2 separate regions of the Sus scrofa genome follow, and region 2 is linked to region 1. The links are chromatin contacts, called in public Hi-C maps. All regions are on one chromosome and are shown on one strand. Each heading gives the region's core, a stretch centred on a gene start, on an enhancer-like site or on the middle of the called end of the contact. The rest is flanking DNA. Distances are from core to core; before and after follow the strand shown. Region 1 overlaps LOC102159394 (a long non-coding RNA gene). Region 2 has its middle 420 kb from the start of MEF2C.

Region 1 (7,022 bases), core at 3,156-5,655:
AAGAATGCTATAAATTACTATGCATAAAGTCAATTTTCTGGGCTGTGGGGGGTAGAATTGGTGCTTAAGAAGAGCAATGCTTCTACCAATATAAATTAATACTATGAAGCAATTGTTTTATTCAGATAATCTCATAAATAATTTTCAATGTACATGCTTAGCATACTGTCATACAGTAAAAAAAGAAATCTGATTTTTTTAAGATCTGACTTTTTTAACGACCACAGTATCTAAAACAATTTTCAAACCAATGATGACACAGATATGTCACAAATTTATATGTATCATACTCTTTCAGACTAAGCTAACTGCTATTTAAAATCATGAAATATTTAAAATCTGATATTTTAAAAAAATCAGAAATTATCTATGGTACCAAAAAATCTAATATTTTTAAAATACAATCTTATCTACATTCTAATGAAACTATATTTTAAAAATTCAAAACTCAAATCTGACTTACATTATAAATTATTATTATAGGATATGCTTCAAAAAATTAAAGTATATTTTATTTTTAAAAAGGAATATATTGTGGTTTCAAATTGCTATTTTTATGTGATATTTTGTCACCTTCTTTATATTGATTCTGGCGCCTGAGTAACCATGGTCACTGAATTTTTTAGATAACTTCACTGGTCTCTTAAAGAATGAGTATGTATTCCATGCACTTGATAATTTTTTTTAATTTATTTGGAATGTTAAATGTTATATTCCTAAAGAATCAATGTACTTGATTACAAAAATGACGATTATTTGCAAAACTGAAAAACACTCAAGTCAATTTCAGAATTATATTTGTTAAGTTTTTATGTGCAATTCCACTGGCTATAATTATAATTCTGTTTGTCATTTACACTAATTATACTTATATGTAATATAAAAGCTTATTCCAAATTATTTTTTATGACTCTCATAACTTTTTAAGTGTGACTTAACCTTTTAAAAATGATATCAGGTATAGTTAAAATATTTCTAAATAACTAAAATCTATAATTTTAATCCCACCCTAAATGGTGGGCTTAATCTAAAATTCCAAGATATTTTCTTTTAATCATGAGAAGAAGCTTTAATTCCTAGTTCAACATGCAGCTACATACTTGTCCTTTCTGATAAACCTTCAACTTTTACTTCAGGAAAATATCTATGCCAACTCCCGCAATGTATGGGGATGGTTTCTTTAAATAAATCTTAGTCAGAAACTGTGGCTTAAATTTGCAATGACTCATATGTACCCTAAAAGTTTAATATTAAAACACATAAACTTTAAGCATTATTTGCAAAAATCTTCATTTATTAAGGACAGCTTATAGTGGAGAAAAAATTAATTATTCTTCCCTTTCACAAAAACATTTTGTTTACCTCATAAATTCATAGAGATACTCATAGGGAAAGTATCAGCTCTCCAAAAAACCAACTTCAATAAATTACATTCTGAACATCAATTTATTTAATTTCAAGACAAAGAAGTTTCCAGCTAAAATGGTTTACTTGTAAGTATTTAAAGAAACAAAAATATTTTGGCAGCTTTATATGTATCTCCTCATTGACCAGCCACCTGACTGACAGCTGTCAACTGTCTGTGGGCCAAATGTAACCCAGTAAAGATAAAAATTACATATTAGTCATCCCTGTTGATAATACCTGGTGCCAGTAAGTTTTCAAATAGGAATAACTAGACAGTAGATATAAAGAAGTAAAAGAGGAATCATTTCAACTGGGTATCATGCCTCCTTTGTCACTAACTTGTTTCCCCTTACTTTTCTTATTTATCTCCTTTCCCCCAATGCCCGTATCTCACACCTAAAAAGAGTTAATTTCCTTAAGGGAACTTCAGACATATGTAACAAGTATGTGTCCATGAAAATACTGGGTAGCCAGGTAACACTGGCCACACATATTTTTCAATCAAATCTTTTAAGCTCATGAAATTTTTGAAAGAGTCTTTGAAGCTTTCAACAACTCATTTTAAAGAAAATGAAACAAAAGCACAAAAATGAAATTTACCCAAGGTCACCAATGTGAGGATGTGGATGCAGACTTTGATCTGTATTGCAACTTCATATCCAGTGATTTTTTTTTTTTTTTCTGGTAGACTTAAACATGTAGACTGTCAAGCTATAAGTAAAAAAGAGCACACGGAATTAGTGTGAGTTACATTCCTTTGGAGAACCATTTTCAGTTACCAAATTTAATACCTTACAAGAGAGATACAATTTTACCATGGCATATTAAAATATTATTTGTAAAAAGAGCATAAATACATTAAAATATCTACGGTATAAATTCTTTTTTAGATTCTCTTTACCATTGAAACTGACTTCTAAGCTGAAAATATTTATGGTGTATATGAAGAAGAAATAAAAAGTAATCAATGGAAGCATATGTGTTTAGAAGTTGAATGCAAAAATGAAAACCTCAGGTTGAAAATTTTTTTGAAATATTATGGAATAATTAAAAATACCAAATATACCAAGGCATAAGCACAAGTATAATACCCAAGTGCAGAATATATTAAAAAGTTCATATTACTGACTCAACAGCTAGCTTGTGAGTGTATGTGTGTTCATTACTAAACCTCTCTGGACCCCAGAGTCTTCATCAGCAAGTGTTTCCTAACAGCTCAGAAATTCTATAACCCAATAATCCTGTATTAATAAAAGTATCTGGTATTTATTCAAATAATGATTAATAATATAATAAATACTTTATATTGCTATAACTTGATAATGGTGCACAACATACAGATTCAATCAAGGTCATGAAAATATATTCAAATTAATATTTAATTTTTTCTGACCCTTCAGAAAAGAAATTGTTTAGTAGATATCTACCACATTCTGAATTTAAAATAATTTATGTTAACCCTGGGCTTTGGAGCAATATTTGCCTGTGAGAATGTTCACTTTAAAATCCAGACATGCAGGGGTTCCCATCGTGGCTCAGTGGTTAACGAATCCGACTAGGAACCATGAGGTTGCAGGTTCAATCCCTGGCCTTGCTCAGTGGGTTAAGGATCCCGCGTTGCCGTGAGCTGTGGTGTAGGTCACAGACGCAGCTTGGATCTAGCGTTGCTGTGGCCGCTGGCAACGGCTCCAATTAGACCCCTAGCCTGGGAACTTCCATATGCCTGCGGGTGCGGCCCAAGAAAAGACAAAAAGACAAAAAAAAAAAAAATCCAGACATGCAAATGAATTTTTTTAAAAAAAAAGAAAGAGAGGGGAGCTTAAAACATTAATATAGGATAGGGGAGGAAATTATGGGCAGAGTTTCCCTGCAAGGAATTAGTCTAAAATCACCTCCAACAGCTCCATGATACCATTTAGCAGCTAAATTATATATCTAAATTTACAAATAAATTTCTATTACATTTAGTCCAAATCAACATTAGTCATTAATCAGCAAACCATTTAACAATATGAAATAACAGTATGCAAATCAATTGCAAGCAAAATAATCAGTAAATAATATCCATTTCTAACAACTGGGAAAGACAGAGGTGTCAAAGCAAAATATGAAAAATTACAAGACTTTCAAATAAATTCAGTCACTTCTCTGCATCTCAAAGGGGTGTTAGTGAAGGTCAATGACTTGTCCCTCATCTGCCTTTGAAGGATCATGAATGCTTTCTCCTTAGCGTTGAAGACTGACTGCTGTCCAAAGAACACCAGAGCAGAAGTAGGCAGCTTGGCTGTAGTCTCCTTTTCACTGCTTAGTAATTTTATAACTGGAAACAAGTCATGCAACCTCTGTGAGGCTCCTGAATGGATGAGACTCTTTACTGGGCTGTGTGTAAATCATAGAAAAGGAAGTTTTCGTTACCCAGTAGAAGGAGTTTCCTCTGCCGCCTTTGAAATCCCAAGAGGACTCTGGGCCATATTGGTGGGTTCCTGTCTGCAAAGGCATACCCTGCCTCTCCCTACTGCTCTAAGTAGACTATCACATCAGCATTTCGAATAATTAAAACACCAATATTAACCTATGAAATTAGAGAGCAAAACAAAATCACTTTGTAATACACTACAGACCAGCTGGCCATATTTTTCCCACTTGGGCACCCTGGTTACAAAACAAGAAAGCTCTTACCCTCAAAATGATATTACCACACATAGCTTTGAACTTTTCAGTGCTCTATAAGCCTAAGCTGACACAAAGGACTTCATGGTTATTTAATGTTTTTGGTTTTATAAAATAGGAGAAAAATTTTTAATGAAAAAAACCTTCACTACACTCACTGCTGTGAGCCAGCACGTGAATATATTTGTTCATGTCAAAGAAACACTGGAACAAGAATTGGGCACAGCAGAGAACCCCTAATGTGAGGTGTTAAAAATATCTGGATCCAAGAGAGGTTAGTGGCAGCAGCTGGGTATGGAGAGAGGTTAAAGGCTGGGAATGTGGATCACCGTGTTGCCTGGGATGCCAGTGTTGTGAAGGCCCCTCGTGACTGCTCAGCAGATAGAGGTAATTGCAAGGTCATAAGGAACACTGGTATTGACTGAAAGACTCTTTCATGAAAAGCCACATATCCTAAGTGATCAAGAACAATGCTAGTCCTGGCTGCAGGGCTCCTAGGCTCACCGCAGCCAGCAATCACTGAGTGCACGTGTTTGTGGGCCAACTGTCACTAAGGTAGAGGTTCCTGGATCCAGAGCCTATTTTACAGGCTGGGATTCTGAGATCCAAGGAGCATATTCCACCCAAGAAAAAATAAGCACTACTCCTTAGAGAAGTGAAGATGAAGAAGTGTACAGAAATTTAAGAGAATTGGGTCCCTACATTATCACTTTTCCAACTACAATGGGCAGAATACATGTGGTATGTCTTAAAATATGAACCAAGACCAGCAATGGAAAAATTCGTGCCATTCTGAACTCTCATTCTTACTGTTTGGAAAGGCATTCACTAACTTACAAGTTCCACAAAGCTTGTTGAGTTGGGAGAACAGGAATGAATAATGGAGAAAAGGTAGAGTTACAGAATTAGGACTTTGCAGATTTTGTGCTTACCCCTGCACTAAGGCAGTGGCTTGCAAACAAAACATACATAAGAAACAACAGAGAAGCTAGTTAAAATGCAGATTCCTGCAATTGTGGCTCAATGGCCCTGAGGCGAGGCCCAGGAATCTGAATCTGAGGCACTCTGATGAAGTGTTCCCTGTGCTGGATTGTTCCATCCTCACTAGAGCTTTCTCTTCTTTTAGAGGGTCAGTTCTCCTGCTCCTGCTAGTAGCAGACAACCAGCACTTAGGGATCTAAGGTCCTGAAAAATCAAAGTGAACATATGGATACATATGGATGTTCTATGTCCACTGTTATTTACTTTCTGATAAAATCATGCTTAGGTAGTTCATTTATTTTAATTAATTTTATGTGGATTGGCAAATGATAAGACTCACCCAGTACTAGTGACAAGCCAAAAATCATTGTCAAGCTCTACTTGAGTTTCAAGCACTAAATAGTATAGCTTGAAATATGAAAAATGGCTTGAATGACTCTTTGGGAAAGTCATGAAAAAGGAGCACAGACAAGTGTTTATTATGAGAAGTATGTATGCATGCACATTCACGTTTTAGAATACTTAATTAATCATCACTGACCTAAGGAGTTTAAAGGTTGCAGCTTAGGGATAATGTAAGGGAAACCACAGGCTTTTATTCTCCAGTGTGAGTCACTTTGTGGCTATAGACTTCATAAACTACAATCTCACAGCTATGTAAGGGTGAGGTGAGAATGTGTGGATGGAAGAACACAAATCCTTTGCAAATAGAAGATCAAAAAGATAAGCACACGCTTTATTCTCTGTGAGTTAATCATCATTGTAATCAAAGAGTAATTATAGTGATTAATAACAAAAATAATCATAGAAACTTTTCTATGACCATACTGTCTATAGCATACACCATTAATTGTTTAGAAATAAGCTCCTTTGTTAGTAGTATTTTATTTTGAAGTGATTCAGATAAATAGAAAAATATTATTAATGAAATCCTATGATTCTGAAACAGAAAAATGGAGCTTTCCCAAAGCAAAACTGATTGTTAATAACCTGTGTGTGTGTGTGTGTGCATGCATATGTGTTTTTATTGAGTTTACAAATGAAAATAAAAAATTTACAACTGAAGATAAAGAGATGGCACAGAAAAGATGAAGGAAAGAAAAGGAGAAAAGGAGGGAAATGGAAAAGATGCAAGCAAATGTATTGATTAGCTATTTAGCTATTTCCAAAGGGGTTAAAAAGAATATAAAAAATTATAAAATGTTTATTCTGTGCCCCACTATAAGGAGTGTTCAAAATCATTTACTTAGAATCATATTTCTTCATTTCTGGATAAAGTGCACTCCATTTAATATGGGCACTCCATAGTAAAAGGTTTAATGCTATCCAAGGCTGGGAAATACTTATGTGCCCCAACTTTGCACACAGGAAGATGCTTTATCAGTGATTTCACAGAGGAGATAAAGGGCAGAATGCATTTTGCCCTCCAACACTGTACCTCTCCCCAACCTTTCCAAATTCTTCCCTGAATCCAGGAAGCAACACTATCTTACCTCAGTGTTCTTATATTTCCTTCAAGGTGCTTCTGGAGAAATAATCACTAATTACACCTCTGGTAGCTTTTGGAATGAGAGCGGGGTAGCGGGTGGGGGTAATGCACAGAGGTTGAGACCAAGTAACAACACAGTAGGATGTGGCCCATGGGATATTAAACTGTGAGCCTGCTATACAAAGAAAGAATAGAAAAGGTGACCAGGAGTTCCCCTGTCCTGGCTCAGCAGAAACGAATCTGACTAGGAACCACGAGGTTTCAGGTTCAATCCCTGGCTGCCTCACTCAGTGGGTTAAAGATCCCCCTACACCATGAGCTGTGGTGTAGGTCACAGACGCGGCTTGGATCTAGTGTTGCTGTGGCTGTGGCATAGGCCAGCAGCTGTAGCTCTGACTAGACTCCTAGCCTGGGAATCTCCATATGCCGCGGGTGTGGCCCTAAAAGGCAAAAAAAATAAATAAATAAAATAAAA
Region 2 (7,022 bases), core at 3,000-5,499, 350 kb before region 1:
CCAAAATGTGAGACTGCTTAACCCACAGATGTCACCAAATTCAGAAAAGCAGCAGTGGGTGCTCAAATTACACTATAAGTCACATGTGCAATCTGGGGTATTGAGAAGATTGATTAATTGGAGAAGGAAAACTCCTACACAAGAAAGAAACTATTTCTTTAAACAGAATTATATACAGAAACAAATCTCAGGAGGCATTAAAATCATGGTGCCATTTTTGAATTTGATACAGCTATGTTCTTCTAATCCTACAGTAATGTTTTTATTCATATATATGATAAATTCATTCAGGTCATCTTCTATGCATTTTATAATTGTGACCTAATCCCTGCATACTTTTAATCTGGCTTCCACTATCAGCAATCAATCAAAAATCCTCTAGGTTTTTTTTTGCAATTTTCAACACAATTTACCACCATTTCCATCTTATATTATTTCCTCCACTGGGACTGATGACACGGAATAACCTTGGTTTTCTTCCTATCTCCTCAACCATACTTTCTCCAATAACTTTCCTCTTCCCATTGTGCCAGTGCCAATGTGCCTAAAGAACGGACTTTTTAATCAGGATCAAATACAGATTTCGGGTTGACACATGAGGGGAAGCAGTCTGCTTTATGTTGTCAGAACTTCACCGTCAACCAATTCCTCAAAATCTTATTGAGCTGGTTCTGAGGTTTTCTAAAATCAGGCAAAATAAAACATTGTCATAATCTTACTTAAGGGCATTTTTTTTTTTTTTGGAAAAGTGTGTATATGTGCACGTGCGCACACATGCAAACACAAAACAGTCACAGGCAGACTCAGGCACACTAATCAGCGTTTTTCAATCCAGAATACATCTATTATATTGTAATATTAAGCACTAACATGAGAATGTGTGAAATATGATAGAAATAATATTTATTCTCTAAGTTCCATTTCTTGCCTTAGAAACAGTTAAGGAAAAATGCAAGGTTAGTGAGAGATTATGAGTATCAGAAGAGAATTAATTTAGTACAGCAAATAAATTGCCGTGAATAAGAAACCTTCTTTCTCAGCCCATAGGATTGTCTTGCAAGATTTGAAAGAGTAGTCTTCCAGGGAGACAAAGCTATCGGTTCGTGCAGTTTTCCTTTTTCACACACAGAGGGAATACAAAACATTGTCCTAAATAACTTTTTCCACCAAGTTATAGCTATCATCAGCTACAAACTTGTTCACATGCTTTGAAAGTTCTGAATGCTGATCCTGCTTCCCTGCTCTTCACCCAGTAAGCTCCTTGGAGGTGTTCCGATTATTTGGCCTCCTCTGAGTTCTAATTTCTGAGTGCCCTGAGTGCATACTATTATGTTAAATGCCATCTTATTGCTAGGAGGAACAAATTGATCATGAAGCTATCCATGAGAGGTTGCAAGATGTGTTGGGTCAGATAAGGGGAGAGCTGACTGAAACATCCTTTCTGCGTGACATCAGGTGTAGAGCTCCTCTTAGCCATCATGTGATATTAAACTAAATATAGGTTTATGCTAAAGCAGATAATACTTTTTATCCTTACATAGCTAAGTGGTGGCAGCAACCAATATTTTAAGAAAACTATCAAAGAAAGCACTGAATTGGAAAAAAATAGTATCTATTCTCCCAGTGGACTGGGAAAATGTTAACTATAACAATAGAACACATTAATACGGCTTGAGGAAAACTTTCTGGAAAGGAGCTTGCAAACTTCTATGTTAGACTGCAAAGTAATAAAGCTATAAAATATAAGAGATGGAACATGGCTTATACATTATTTAGTCTAACCCTTTAATTTTTCAGATGTGAAAAATGAGACTTAGATAATTTGGGTGAATTTCCAGGTTATGTAACTAGATATAACAGAACCAGAACTCAAGAACACGGGCATTCTGATGGCACAATTTTCCTTACTCAACCGTGTCTTTTGTCTTCCACTTACATGGATTTTTTTTTAAAAACATCCAAAAAGTATGAAAGGATTTTTCAGGTTTCATGAGAAAAATGTTGAAGTTCTGGATTGTCACTAACAGATAGCTGATTTACCATCTTTTTTTCCTGGCCCTGAGCCAACTATCCCAATAAATTTTACTGAAAGAAAATAAAAGCTGTTGCTCAGAAATGATCTTTAAAATTCAGAGGCTTGAAAAACATTAGAATTTCACTAAAAATTACGTAAACAAAACTCTTTTAATAGCTTTCAAAATCAACATCTGAACAAATAATTCATTGAGCTATTATATGACCTACAGGCTAACAGGTAAATATTTGGTATTCAAGAGGCAATAATTTAAGTTGGAAATATAAATGTATTTTAGAAAATCTGATTTTTTGAGATCTTGGTATCCATTAATTTTCGCCATTTTTGTGTATTTCAAATACCCCAGAGTTTAATGGTAGTATTCACAAACTTATTTACTTGCAGTTCTGCCTTCCCTTGAGGCATTTCTAAGTGCCCAAAACTATTAATAAGGATGAATAAATAGACACAAATGAGCTTCTTTTCAGTCATTTACAATTTAGTCTACTATGTGCTAATCCTGTATCCTCCGTTAATCAACCCCCAAACACAGTCTTCCATTGTGCTCAGCAGAGATGAGGCATATGTGGTGGAATTCAGTCAAAATATTAATTTAGACATTTGGGAACCATCACCTTCTTGAGAAAACTATCAGGTAAAATACATTCATTTTCAGCCAAGCTAAATTCCCATGTCCATGAATTGCACAACCCTGTTAAAGTCAGTAAGTGTCAAAGTCTTGAGCTATGGACTAGACAACATTGCCCAATAACCACAATTAGGGTTTCCAGCATCTGCTGTTCCTCTTTTACAAATCTGAATTCTTCTTCCTATGCTATCTCTTACATACATTATTCATGCTGATGTTGAAATACTGACAATTTACAAGGAGAGTTCAGGAGTTTTGTGTAGCCCTGGAAATCACTGCCCAAATAACAGAAAGAAAACTTACCCCAGGAAATTATCTCATAAACGTTCTTGAAACCCCATTTTTTTATGGTGTGCTCTTAGAAAAAAATTTACAGAATATATTTTGTTAAATCTTTGGCTTGTCCTAAACTCTAAAACTAGATTTTAACCCTCAGTTTCAAGTTCCTTCACTGACTTGCCCTGATTTTACTTCCCTTTTTTCATCCAATCCATGTTTGTCTCTTAATCAGTTAAATCTACCTACATCGCAATCATCTCTCTTGCTCTTGGCCTTCATTCTTATTTACACTTGAAATACTTTACCAGCATTAAGAATCACCTTTTCCCCTTGATTTACAGAACTCTCAAGATAGAATTTAATGTAATTGATATTTAAATGCAATGATTATTTCCACTATTCCACTTTATATTCTTCAGGAAATTTAATTCATTTCCCCTTTGCTCTTTATAACACCAAAGCAAAACAAACAAACAACAACAACAAAACTGAGATGAAAGCTCACACAACATGTAAATCAGTCATAAAAATAAATACCAAGCACCTTCAGACCTTTAGTCTGAAAGAAAAAAAGAGAAGATCTAGTGAAACAAAACTTTTAAAATATTTTTGTTTATTCAAAAGATTTGTTTGGTTTTTATAGAAATCTTTTTATAGAACTCTAAATATTACTGTTTTGTATAAAACTATATGTCTTCTCTGATTCAGAAATCAAGCAATTTTTTAGATTACCAATAAGAAAATTAGATATGAGAGGGACAAATTTTTCAGGACCAATTGAAATTTTGAGCAATATACATTTTCGAAAACTAAGGAAACGATATAATTGTTTAAATTATGCATTCAATTAATATTTACAAATATGCAAAACTCATTACAGAGGAGATAGGAAGTCCAGGTACAGATTATCAGTTTTTGGTTAAGTACTATGTGTACATCTTACATCACTCTTAAAATGACTCCTATGGGTAACCCAAGATCTCTGGCAGAATCAAAAGATTCTCCGCAATGTATTTTCTTGAAGGTTGTAATGAATCAACTTTTGGATTGAGAAAGAAGTTGACTTGTTGATTCATTGATATATTACTAAAGCTAACTCCCAGGAATCTCTAAAAGTGTTTTTCACCTTAAGTTAAGCAAAGTTTAGAAGGCATTCTAATGTTTTCATCCACTCCTTCTATGCAGACCACATTTGTTTTCTGTATAATCCTTTTCTCCCTCCTAACAACAGGTGTAACACTGCTTAGCGCCCATTAGTCTAATGCTATTCTTAACTAAAGTTACTAAATTGCCTCTAAGAGAAGCACTAGAGGGGGCCAAAGGGTAACTCCATGTGGAGTATTCCATTGGCCTGCCCAACTTCTTAACCATTCAGTACTTACTAAAATACACTTAAAGTAATCAATCAGATGATCAACTAACCCAAAAGCTCATTGATAATCTACTACATATAAGGCATTAGAGGCAATTTTTTGAGAATACAAAGAAATAAGTTACCAGCAGAGGATTTGACATTGCTACATTGACTCCCCTCAAGCAACAGTCAAGGGTTCATGATATGCAGCAATTTGTAATTTTGCTGAGGCATGAAATTGAATTACATGTGTCAAGAGGCCGGTCTCTAGCAGGAATCCTTTAGTTAGACTGTGCTTACATGACTGGCTCACAGTGGTTTAGATATTCTCTACTTGTGGTCAAGTTACCATGCAGTAATTCTCGTGACATGATAAAAAAAAATTTTTTTTCTTTGTGAATACTTTTCCTGAAAATAAAGTCAGTTGCTAGTTCTGGTGATGAAAGTAAAGTGGAAGGAAAACTATCCCAGAAAGATATGGTTCTAATCCAGAAAAGAGCAGTGTATGGAGACAACTGCATGCTAAACTCATGAATTTGGAACTGTGGTATCTCTCATGAATACTGAGGGTCTGCCATATAAAATAAAATACTCATCTTCAAGCATCATTTAGAAAAACCTAACATTCTTTGTCAAGTTACCTTCTTACAACAGATATTGTCTACAGATCACTGCAGACATGAATACCATTGTAATTACATTTTAAGAGCAGGACATCCATACTACTTATATTTTGCTAAATACTGTACAGAAAATTTACCACAGTGCTTACTTTTCCACTGTAAAAATATTGGATTTTTTTTTTTTTTTTTTTTTTTTTTTTTTGGCCAGGTGCTGGGGGTAGAAGGGTGATGGTGGCGATGGAGTTGTTTTCTTGGTTTTAGGTCCTAGCTAATATAGCTTAGGTTAAAATAACGCTAAGAATCAGAAATACCTATTCAAATTAATTACGGCAACTGATAATATTGACCTGAGCTAAAACAACTCCATAGGAAAGTGGGATTTGATATATTTTCTCCTGTTGTCTTAAACATCCTTTCTAGGTAAAATAAGCCTAGAAACAGTTTTTGAAGCCCAGAACATGATGATGATATACATGATGTTGCACAATGGGAAGTATATGGCATATCTTGGCCACCTGTCCCTTACAAAGATCAAGGTCCATCTTTTCAGCTTCTGGCAGCTGTTGTTTTCCATCCTCCTTTCTTCCTGCTGCTGGCTGTAGATGTAGCAATCCAGAGTCTCCTAACCTTAGACTGCTACTGTTTGTGGTACTTGCCCTTACTATTTTCATTTTAAGTGGGTTGCTTATGTTCTTTCTCAAACTTGTACAATAATGCTCCCAATAAGGATTGAAAATCCAGTGCTTGACTTCTTGAATATAAAGCTTCCTCTTTCCCTCTTTTCCCACAGAAAATAGGGGGAAATAGGGATAAAGGAAGTAGGAAAGAAACAAGTCATTTATCTCCTCAACTTTGCAAAGTACTTTTTGAAAATGAGAATTCTTTGTATTTTTAAAATCCTCTCCACCCATTAGCCTCAACACTACATTGCTGCTATACTTACACCTCGCTCGTTATGTATTTACTTTTTATATAACTAAGCAGCACCCTGTCATAAATGAAATATTCATGCAAAAAAAAAACCTGCTCAAAATGCATTTATAAAAAGAACATATAAAAACTACCATCTGCTCCCACTCCTAGCAAGCCCTCAGATACCCAAGTGTAAGCCCTCTGATTCCACAGAGAGGTAAGGCAATGTGTCCGTGATGTATTCCTGAAAGCCAAAACTTCAGAGTTTGTATTAAGATGGATCTATGTGCTCCGGCCATCAAAATGCTTAGATCAACATGATGAGCTTAGATATTGCACATAATGAATTCACATGCTAGCATATTACAATGGGTAGTCATACCCGGTCATGTTGTACTTAAATGAGCTGAAACCCTTCTGGGAAGTTGTGAAAGCACTTTGAAGTCTGTTGATACCACAGTACTTTAGAGTATGCATTGCTTTAAGGAAAGTTGTCCAGACATCCCAGGACTCCAAACTGAAGTGCAGGCACCTGGACATGTTACTGTTCCCAATTCAATTAAGAAATGAGGGATATTTGTAATCTACTTAGGGCATCTGACTACTCATACTTGGAGTATTACCACTGATAATAACATGATTTTCTCAGTAGTTTAATTTCTCTCAAGTGGTAATTTGTACCTTTATAAGTTCTATGAACAGTTACTTTCCATAACCTTTCCTTCCTAACCCAGCACATCCGCACCTTGCTCAATGTTCAGTGCTATTCACTCTGAACTCTGGATATGGAATTTGGGGTTTTTTCCCCCTGAGTCAATTGGAATTAAATCCACCTGCAAATGACCAAAAGCAAAATAACAGTGGGATAAACAAGAAAAGAGTTTGTTTTTCTCTCATAGGAAAGATATCCAGAGGCAAGCAATCTCTATACATAGTAGTTCCAGGATCTGCAGAAAACCAAGCTCCTTTTTCTTGCTGCACCATCACCCCCAGTGTTATGAATTAAGATTGAAGATGGCTTCCTCAGTTCCAGCCACTCCCTGGCATCCAAATAGCAAGAAGAAGAAAGTTCTGCCCCTTCCTTTCTGAATAAGACTTCCTGGAAGTACTACACACTTTAAATATACTTTTTTGACTAGAACTTAGTCACAGTGCCAAATCTTGCTGCAAATTACTCTAGGAAACATAGTC

What was found. Hi-C and Micro-C count contacts between places; a contact is called where the count stands out from the background.
Region 2: a contact with region 1 is called in a Hi-C map of fetal skeletal muscle, with 2.2 times the contacts expected there. The contact joins two enhancer-like sites. A contact is called at or near these places in 2 of 5 promoter capture datasets (fetal liver and liver), 1 of 47 Hi-C or Micro-C datasets (fetal skeletal muscle) and 1 of 2 datasets of contacts at active chromatin or transcription factors (skeletal muscle).

The regions. Positions count from the first base shown.
Region 1 is chr2:96,288,629-96,295,650 of Sscrofa11.1, reverse strand. LOC102159394 (a long non-coding RNA gene) reads right to left here. Exons shown (of 6, transcript XR_002341810.1): 2 at 2,008-2,118. It also overlaps a transcript of MEF2C not described here. Among named protein-coding and RNA genes, the nearest start is that of MEF2C, 75 kb to the right of the region's middle. Within about 2 kb of position 4,405, at least 2 of the 83 cell types and tissues checked have an H3K27ac peak or open chromatin away from gene starts, as enhancers often do. A contact at or near this core is called in fetal skeletal muscle, where this site is marked.
Region 2 is chr2:96,633,653-96,640,674 of Sscrofa11.1, reverse strand. No RefSeq gene overlaps it. Among named protein-coding and RNA genes, the nearest start is that of MEF2C, 420 kb to the right of the region's middle. Within about 2 kb of position 4,249, at least 5 of the 83 cell types and tissues checked have an H3K27ac peak or open chromatin away from gene starts, as enhancers often do. A contact at or near this core is called in fetal skeletal muscle, where this site is marked.